Regions from separate parts of the Sus scrofa genome. Here region 1 is linked to region 2. Evidence: chromatin contacts called from public Hi-C data. All regions are on one chromosome and are shown on one strand. Each heading gives the region's core, a stretch centred on a gene start, on an enhancer-like site or on the middle of the called end of the contact. The rest is flanking DNA. Distances are from core to core; before and after follow the strand shown. Region 1 has its middle 110 kb from the start of PTPN20. Region 2 holds the start of GDF2 (growth/differentiation factor 2).

Region 1 (4,947 bases), core at 2,098-4,597, 210 kb before region 2:
GTGCTTTCCAGGTGACCCTAGGGATTAAAGATAAGGTCTGTTGAGTTCCAGATGCCCAAAGGCCCTTCCACTAACTTCCTTGCACTAAGTCTCACAGCCCATGGGAAGTCTCTGATTTTCCCCGAGAAGACCCTGAGGGGCAGGTGCCTAGCCTTACCCACCTGGTTTGAGGTCTGAATGCTTAATACCTAGGTCAGAAGGTAGAGGAAGAGGCTGATTGATTGACTTTTATGTCACAAACCTAAAGGAAGAGGAGGAATTTAGTTACCTGGGCAATTAATTTGGGGATCTTGGGAGATAAAAGGGAGAAAGTCATTTGTCCTTTGCTTTTAATCAGAATTTCCACAAAGCAAAGCTGGAATCTGTTACTGGACATTTTGCTGGCTTGGGAGCCAAGGTTCTAGCCACCCAAACAATAGGACCAAGGCAACAGTTCACACTCAGCTTGTTCTACCAAAGGTGCAAAAAAAATGCCAAGAGCCTAGGGTACTATGGTTTGAAGTCCACCTCCCTTCCTTACCCGCTGTGGGCTCTACTTGACTTTGCTTCCGCGCTTCTGTCCAAGTGGAGATCAGGGTCTAGAGCCCAGGGACAGTATGAAAATACAATAAAACCATTCTTGCACTCATCTTGGAACAAAGGTTGGCAAATTTTCTCTATAAAGAGCCAGATAGTGAATAGTTTAGGCTCTGTAGGCCATATGGTCTTTGTTGCAACTTCTCAACTCTGCTGTTGTAGCCTGAAAGCGGCCATAGACAAAACATAAATGAAAGGACCTAGTTGTGTTCCAATAAAACTTTATTGACAAACAGACAGTGGGATGAATTTAGCTTGCAGGGCATAGTTGGTGGAATCTGTCCTAGAGAATGTAGGTGCTTGGAGTTCCCATTGTGGTTCAGGAGTAAAGAACCCGACTAGTATCCATAAGACTCAGGTTCAATCCCTGGCCTTGCTCAGTGGGTTAAAGATCCCATGTTGCCGTGACTGTGGCATAGGCTAGCAGTTGTGGCTCCGATTTGACCTATAGCCTGGGAACTTCCATATGCCACGGGTATAAATACATAATTACATAAATACATACATACATACATACATACACACATACACACATACATAAATAATTACGTACATAAAAAAAATAGTAGGTGCTGAATAAAAGTGAGGTCCCTTCTGTCAGAGGAAGCTGGGTTGGGTGATATAGAAGTTGAACAACGTGTTCAGCAAAAGTGGGGCTTGACAACAGGCTGGAGGGAGAGAGGGGAGCTCGGAAGCTCTCTGCAGAAAATTATTGGATTGCACCAATTATTGGGTTGTGTAAAGTATTTCCTCCAACAGACCACACCAGTCACAGGCAGGCCCTGCCTTGAAAGCCCTATCTCCAGCAGGGGTCTAGAAAGAGGCTGGAGTGTCCTGGGCCACTAGATGGGGGCTGACCACATGGCTGCATTGAGTGGGGATCGTCTTGGGCCATGACTGACCATTACTCCAAACTGAATGGCAGATGCCACCACTGGGAGTCCTGGTCAGGGGACAGTGGGTGGGGCAGAGGCTCTGAGCTGAACCCTTGCAGTACTATCTGGCCCTCGTAGAGGCCACACTTACTCAAGTGGGGTTATGCCCATGTGGGCCTCTTCCTGGTCCATGAGAAGCTTTGGAAACAGTTCCTGTTCCTGAGCATGTGAACACTCTCTGTGTAGGAACCCATGCCAAACTCTCTTATCCAGGCTGAAATTGCCAGATCTTGACCTTAGTGGTCTTATATTTTTTAACCTGTGCTTTGGAGGCAGCAGTAGGAGTCTCCTGGTCACCTGTCCAGGGCTGGGATCTGGGGTCAGGCTGAGGGCAGAGGCCCCCTGTCACAAGAAGGATTTGAGTGAGTATGGAAGGAGAGGGAGATGTGATTGATACCTGGGGGTGTTATCTCACCCACATGCAAGGATGTGAGCTCAGCCACTGACTCAAAGGGCACCAGGATTTCACCTTGCACCTGCCTTGTTGGGGACAAGGGCAGAGAACGATCATATTGATGGAGTTACTCACAGACCAGTGAGCTGAGAGCCTGGGAAACAGAGAACACTTGGGGAAGCTGTTCAGGGTTACATTTTGGTTTTTCCCCTGTATGTTTAGCTACTTTCATTTCCATTATTCAGAACTGTTGTTAAATTTAATTTTTTTTTCTTTTTTTGCTTTTTAGGGCCATAGCCACTGCATATCAAAGTTCCCAGGCTAGGGGTCAAATTGGAATCAGAGCTACAGCTGCTGTGGCGTCACAGCCATAGCAACAGGGGATCCGAGCCGCATCTGTGACCTACACCACAGGTCATGGCAACGCTAGATCGCTGACCCACTGAGTGAGGTCAGGGATCAAACTCGCATCCTCATGAATACTAGTCAGATTCGTTTCCTCTGTGGCAGATGGGATACCCCACCCCCACCCCACCCCCGGCCCTGAAGCTTATGGAAGTTCCCAAACTAGGGATTGAATCTGAGCTGTAGCCACAGGCCTACCTTACAGCCACAGCAACGTCAGATCCAAGCCACGACTGCGACCTACACCCCAGCTCACGGCAATGCCGGATCCTCAACCCACTGAGCAGGCCAGGGTCAACCCTGCAACCTCATGGTTCCTAGTTGAATTCGTTTCCACTGAGCCACTATGGGAACTCCTTTTTTTTTTTTTTTTTTTTTTTTCCTTTTTTAATGACAGAGCTATAGACCGTGGGAATTGTCCCAAGCATCCTACCAGGTCCTAAATGTGTTGCAACCAACATAAAAATTTGCCCCCACCCCAGGGCCCCTCCCACCCTCTTGTGCAGAAAGCAGAGGGCCGTTGAAGATGGACCACTGCTGGGGTGTTCAAACAACGTGGCCAGGCTCTGGCCACAGTGCCTTTTGTGACCCAGGCGCTGGGCCCAGATAGGAGTACCCCTATTTTATACTTGGTTAAGAAAGATCTGTCATCTTCCCTGAGGCGGAGCAGACTGCAGCACCCTTTTATCTCTCTCACAGGCTTTGGCAATGTGGGCTTTCTCAGCCCGCAGCTCCAGCTGTGCTTTTCAACATCCCATTAGCAGCAGCGGGACTGAGAATGGAGGAAGTCTGGTCCCTCCCTGATGCTTGACCCCCAGAGTCTGTAATTAGTGTGTGACACTGTGGTCCGTAATTTCCGCCCAAGCCCTGCTTTGATTTCCGCAGCACAAACACGGCTCAGGGACCACTGATAAGAGGCAGGAGGACAGAGCAGAGAGCGCAGCATTTTTTGCATCCATAACCAAGGCATTGCACAGCCGAGGTTGCTAATCCCTTAATGAGGGCCTGGTGGCTGCTGAGGGCAGGGGCCAGGGAAGCGGGTGATGGAGGAGTGAAGCCTGGGCTGCACAGAAGCCCCAGGAATGCCTTACATTAACAAATCTAGCTCTAGGGGCAGCTGTTCCCGCCTCTTGGTGAGGCTTATGGAAACTTGCGCTAATTATAGACAGCAACGTGGCTCTGGAAAGGAAGCTCTTTTTGAAATCTCATGGCCTCCAGTGATAATATTTTAGAGCTGTGACATTAACTTAAACAGTCCATGGTAGGTGGGCAAGATGAGAACGTGCTGGCCCAGCACAGCCTCCCCACCCATGCCTGCCAGCCAGATGGAAGCCTGGGGGCCGGGTGGGAGGGGAGGACAGTCCTGCTGTGCTCTCTGGCCTGCCAGTAATACAAGCCGGCTGCAGCTAGAGGTTTACATTTCACTGTTTCCTCAGTTCTCAAGGCAGCTTTGCAAGGCACGTGCCGCTGCTCCCATCTGACAGATTAGGAAGCCTTCTCTTGGGCCCCTTAGAGATGCGCCAAAGGTCCCACCTGCATAGGCCTGGGCTGCAGTCCTAGCTTGGGTACAGGACACTTATTGTAGGGAGCTCACCTAGAACTCTGAAGCTTGTGATGAATGTTTGTTGAGTGAATAAACAAACCACCCTGTGGTAGGTGTCATCACCCCCAATTTTCAGAGCAAAAAAATAAGGTTTCCAGATGGTTTTCACAAAATCACCACCCCACCTAGTAAAGGCTCTGGACTCCCCCACACAGAAATTGTACCAATCTTTACTACATCTTTTATTTCATATTGTATTTGGCTTTCAAGAAGTTAACTCATTTCTTGTTAACAAACAAAATAAAAATATATTAAAAAAACAAAGCTCACTTGCTAAGCCAATATTTATTCATGTTGAGTCTATGGTACCCAGACAGCACATGACTTTGAGGTCATTTTGCATAAAGTTATCACTGAACTTGAAACAGATTATGAAGTTTTTTTTTTTTAAGCAAAATTGCAACAGCAGGTTGTTTGCTGAAAAATATTTCCACTTATTTCCACTTATCGAGACACTTTGGTTTCCTTAAACGAAGTGGACATCATGTCCAAGGCACCAGCTTCATTATATTCATATTGGAGGAAGCTTATTTTTTTTTCCATTGAGATACTATCTAGAGCGGAAATCCTTTATTAAGAGGAGAATCCTCCCTGCTAGTCAAATCCAAAAATCCTCTGAGCACCTGCAAGTGAATTTTCAAAAGGGATCACAACAGCCCTTTCAAAAATGAAATGAATTTTTATGTTGAAACACATCTCCAGATTTGGAGCTGTGTACACAACATCTCAATGTAAGGTAACTGCCAATAAAGTTGTCAAATATCACTTACCTTAAGAAGCAGAGTGTGATTTTAGAAATGGGCTGGACAAAGACACTTCTGTAGCCGGTCTTGTGCTGTACAAAAGGATAGCATTGCATTCTGTTCAGAAGTGCAGACAGGTGAGTTCCCGTTGTGGCTCAGGGGTTAATGAACTGAAACTGACTAGTATCCATGAGGATGCAGGTTTGATCCCCAGCCTCGCTCAGTGGGTTAAGGTTCCGGCATTGCCATGAGCTGTGGTGTAGGTCACGGACACGGCTTGGAGCCCACGTT
Region 2 (4,876 bases), core at 1,206-3,705:
TCAGGAGGGCTCATGCAATGACTTAAATAAAAGAAAGGAGATGTGGACATATTGATACTCTTGAGTTTATGGGGCAGATCATTCCAGAAATACAGAGCCACAATGCAAAATTCTGGTGGTACCATCCTCACCCAGTCTATGTGACCAGGACCTCCAGACAGGGTTCACATGCAGCCTCCATGGCCCAGTGTGGTGACCCCATATATAAACAGGTCTGCAGTCCTGTTATATGAAATCCCCAAATCTGAAACTATTAGAAAACCTGAAGTCTCTTTCAATTCCTTTCAGGGCAAAACTGGACCTAAGTGGACATTTGTGTTTTTATTTGTTTCCCTAGAGAAATATTAATGTGTTTGGTTATAGGATGTTGTCCTGAACTCCACTGAGGATATTACAGTATATACTCCATACCATTTCTCAAATCTGGAGCTTTCTGAAACTCAAAGCACTCTTGAATCTTAAAACTCTGCCACAAGAAAAAAAAAAAACAAAAACTCTTCTCTTTTATTTTTTGAAGGCAAAGTAAATATACTTTTAGATCTCCAAGGATAAAGAAATGTTATCTCCTATAAACCTTCTGTAAACCCTATGAACAACAAAGGGGATTGTGGAGCTGCATATATCTCAAGATGTTAACTGTGTCCCTACTGGATGGTGAGATCACAGGTTATTTTTATCTCCTCCTTTCTAATGTGTTGCAGTTCCCAAATTATCTGTACTATATTACTGTTATAATCGGTTAAAAAAAATCTGTCATGTTTTTAAGAAAACATAACAGCTCCTCCAGCTTTGAGAACACATTCAGGCCAGCTCCCTTTCTCCCTTGGCTCCGCCTCTTGAATGTGACAGGCTTCTGGGCTGCCCGCAGAGACTGGAGCCCTGTGGGGAATGCCAGCCCAGCTCCCCAGATCCTCCAGGCTCGATCCCTGCTGTGAAGTTGCAGCTCCACTTCCTGGGCTGTGGGTTCATCTTTTCCCCGCCTCAGGGAGTTGTTGCCCAGAGCTGGCTCAAAGCCTAGCATGCTTCCTGCCCTCCTCGGCAAGCAGTACTTCTGGAGCTGCACCCTTCCCATCCAGCCTCCTTGGCAGTGTCCCAGGGGATAGGGACAGCAAGTTCTGTCCAGACCCGGCCACTGGGCCTTCCTGGATTCAGCCCACCCCCAGTAGGGATGGTGCATGCTGGGATCTCTGATCTTGCCTGCGCTGGCCCCTTGTTCATCTTCCTGAACCTCCTCCACTCACTGTAACCCCTTCCCAGGAGCCCCACCAGCTTGGGAAAACTTTGTCTTTAAATACTCCTCAAAGTTGACCCCCAGAATATTTTTCTGCTCATCCTTTGTTGTGATCAAGCCGCAAGTGATGGAAATGGACAGAGTCTGAATGTGGGCACACTGTTCTAAAATGTCGCAGACCCCGGAACCTCACAGGCCCAGACTGCGCCACAGCTTGTTGGCTTCCTTAGGCCAGGGGGACGTCTCCTGGACATGTCCTGGCCTCAGAGCTCCCCCCTCCCTGTCCTTTGTCTCAGACGGCACGGTTCTCCTGACTGACAAGTGTGGTTCATGCAGCCGCCCAGCTGACATGAGTATGAGCAAAGATCAGCCCCATCTGAGACCAGTGACAGAGCTCCTCTGGGATCCCGGGGCCAGCAGGTCTCACCGTGTAAGTGGTGTTCATAGAGACCAGGCCAGGATCTCTACAGGGCTGCCTCCCTAGCTCCTCTCTCAGTCAGACCCAAGGTGGAGAAGTGGCAGCCAGAATGCAGCCACCCAACTGACGGGCTTACGGTGACTACCACGACCTTTAGCACAAATCGCCTTAAATCTTACAACTCTCTCCCGAACCAGAGACTCGGGAGGTGAAATGACTTGCTCCAGGACACACTTGTGGGGAGTAAGTGAGGGACCTGGGATTTGAACCCGAATCTGGTCTGACCCAAAGTCTCCATAACCTCACTGACTTCTATGTGCCACATTCACCCATGAGCTCACTGGACAGACGAGAAACCGAGACACAAGGTACTTGAGCCACAAGTGCTTATTGCAGTTGCACAGGAAGTAGGCTTCTTACTAACTCTGACATAAGGTTCCCACCCCACTGCCCACACTAGGTCCCAGTGGTTAGCAGGGGTCTTCTGGGAGTTTTGTGCTGTTTTTTCTATATTTGGAGGACTTTTGGGTCTTGTTTGTTTCCTGGATTCTTTGTTCCCCTGGCCCAGGAGATGGAACATATGTCACCCAGTCTCAAGATGCCTCTGAACAGAGCTGGCAAGGAAATGAGAAAGGATCCTAATTAGGGGGCGATAACCCCACAGAGAAATTCAGACTCTTTGCAGCAGGCCTTGTCCTTCCCACAAGTCTTGTGTGTTTGTCAGATGTTTATAGAGCCTTCATTAACGCAGCTCTCCCTCAGATAAGAGGCCTGAACACAGCATCAAGGGCCAGATAAGAACAAGTGGAGGGCACTCCGGGGACGGCGGGTGGGTGAGAGCCTGTGAACGGGCCTGGGCGCGTGGGGTGCGCGGTGGAGAGCTTGTGGGCAGGACAATGCGTGCCGGCTCCTTCCGGGCTCCTCCCCGCACCCGCTAACACACTGCAGCTGCCGCAGTCTCTGAAGCAGGGAGAGAGCACCCCAAGATGTGTCGCGGGGTGCTCTGGGTGGCCCTGCCTGTGGCGCTCTCCCTGCTGGTGTGCTCCACGCAGGGGAAGCCACTGGACAGCCGGGTGAGGGCCTCGGCTGGGGGAGATGCCCACCGCCTGCTAGGAGGGGCCGGAGGTGAGCAGGAACGGGGCACCTTCGACCTGAGGATGTTCCTGGAAAACATGAAGGTGGATTTCTTGCGCAGTCTCAACCTGAGCGGGGTCCCCTCCCAGGACAAAACCCGAGCTGAGCCACCGCAGTACATGATTGACCTGTACAACAGATACACCACTGACAAGACGTCCACCCCCGCGTCCAACATCGTGCGCAGCTTCAGCGTAGAAGGTAGAGTCAGCCCATCCGGGCGCCTGGTGTGGGGGCGGGGGGCTCAGTGGTCCATGGATGCTGCTGCCCAATATGGCGGCCAGTGGAAACATGGGACTCTTGATGTTTCCATTTATGTTAATTTAAAGGAAATAAAATTAATAATTTAGTTCTTTGGTTTCACTAGCTTGAATGCAAGTGCCCAGCAACCATGCATGGCTAATTGCTGCCCTATAGGACAGTGGCGATTATAGAACAGTTCCCTTACTGCAGACATTTCTATTGGACAGCTCTGCTCTAGAAGATTCTCCCTCCCTGGGCCCAAAGCCACATTTAACACCAGAGGTGCTGAGGAAATGTCAGCTCCCTTTCTTCCATCCTTTCTCCTACCTCCTCTTTGCCATACTGTCCCCTTCCTGCTTAGACAGCTTATTTACCATCCAACCAACTGGTATATTTTTGAACACCGAAAGAATGTCTGCTTCTCTCTCATCAAAAGGTGTTTAAAATTCAGATTAATTCCTTCAAGAGAGAAACATTGGAGGACAACTTATTTTCCAAACATTAAATAATTATCCTGACTTAGGCAGACTAGAAGATAATAAATGTCAACTTAGGACTTAAGTCTACTAATTTATTTGCACAACGTAGGTGACAAGATCTTGTGAGCAGGGGAGTCAAGGCTTGCAGACCCTGAGGGAACTTGCCCAGTTCACATGTTAGTTAAGCAGCTGACCGCTTAACTAACATTAGTTAAGGCTGCCCAGCTCAGCCTTTTTCTGCAGCTGCAGCCTCTCTCTAACCAGCCAAGCACTCGGGGCCTCTTCTCTCCTGGGCTTGGGACCTGCAGACTCCTAACAGATGTATGCCTTATTTAAAGGATGCTGTGGTCATGCCACGTGCCCAGCAAGACTGTATTTTCTTTTTTTAATTTCCTTTTTTTTTAAAATTAAAGTGTAGTTGATTTATAATATTGTGCCAATTTCTGCTATATTTTCTGATGTCCCTGGAGTTTATATGAACTTGCTTGATTTTTAAACGCTGGCTTAATATTTTTTTAATGCGGTCTCAGGTCATCCAGATGCTGCTAATGTCTCACTGGTGCATGTCTGTAACCTCTGCTTTAGGGGAAGGCTGGGCTCTCTTGGCTGGACCAAATCACCAAATCACCAAATCCCATAGTCTAGGAGTGCAGTGTTGGAGCTATATCAGTGACTTCCCACCCACACCCCGCCCCCAGCATTGTCATTGTCCCAGAAACAAGTGATCTGATCCCAGCTCTGCCTGTGGCCAGCACTCCTATGGAGGCCAGTTATGCTTCCCTTCACACAGCCTGAGTGCAGTTCAGGCAGGGAGGCCCTTGTTTTCTAGATGTCTGATGCGCTCCCATGGCCATGTTCATAGTGGGTCCTTGAAACACTGCTCATAGACTGCACTCACTACTCACATATGCTATAGTGCCTCGCCACCCACCACAGGAACTAGGATGGCATGTCCACTCTGGGTCAGGGGACACAGAGATATATGAAAGGCATGTGCTAGGGTGCATACATAGGCAAGAAGGACACAGAAATATTGAGTATCTGCTGTGAGCCAGAGACAGCGTAGGGCAAGTCCCATGTACCTTCTTGTCAAAGCCTCACACCGACCCTGGGAGGCTGGACAGATGAGCCCCATTTTCCAGATGAGGAAACAGGCCCAGAGGAACTCGGGAGAGTCAAGATTGGCACTCAGTCTGTCAGGCATGGCCAGGTTCACAACAGCACCCAGTCTTCCTTCACGTTGGCACATAGTAGGAGCTCAAAAAACACAACACTTCTCTCTTTGTGACCGAACCATGGTATAATAAATGTGCTGGTGGCCATGCAGCAGCCTGGGGAGTGGGAAAGTGAGACAGTTGTGTAGCTAAAAGG

What was found. A called contact is a pair of places that touch in the nucleus more often than the background predicts.
Region 1: a contact with region 2 is called in a Hi-C map of liver, with 2.2 times the contacts expected there. The contact joins the enhancer-like site here to the promoter of GDF2 in region 2. A contact is called at or near these places in 20 of 47 Hi-C or Micro-C datasets (adipocytes, adipose tissue, embryonic fibroblasts and 10 more) and 2 of 2 datasets of contacts at active chromatin or transcription factors (alveolar macrophages and skeletal muscle).

What each region holds. Positions count from the first base shown.
Region 1 is chr14:88,725,286-88,730,232 of Sscrofa11.1, reverse strand. No RefSeq gene overlaps it. Among named protein-coding and RNA genes, the nearest start is that of PTPN20, 110 kb to the left of the region's middle. Within about 2 kb of position 3,347, at least 16 of the 83 cell types and tissues checked have an H3K27ac peak or open chromatin away from gene starts, as enhancers often do. A contact at or near this core is called in fetal liver and liver, where this site is marked.
Region 2 is chr14:88,510,995-88,515,870 of Sscrofa11.1, reverse strand. GDF2 (growth/differentiation factor 2) reads left to right here and starts at 2,455. Exons shown (of 2, transcript XM_003133104.5): 1 at 2,455-2,984. The coding sequence starts at 2,636. All of the region lies in intron 2 of ZNF488 (zinc finger protein 488), which reads right to left.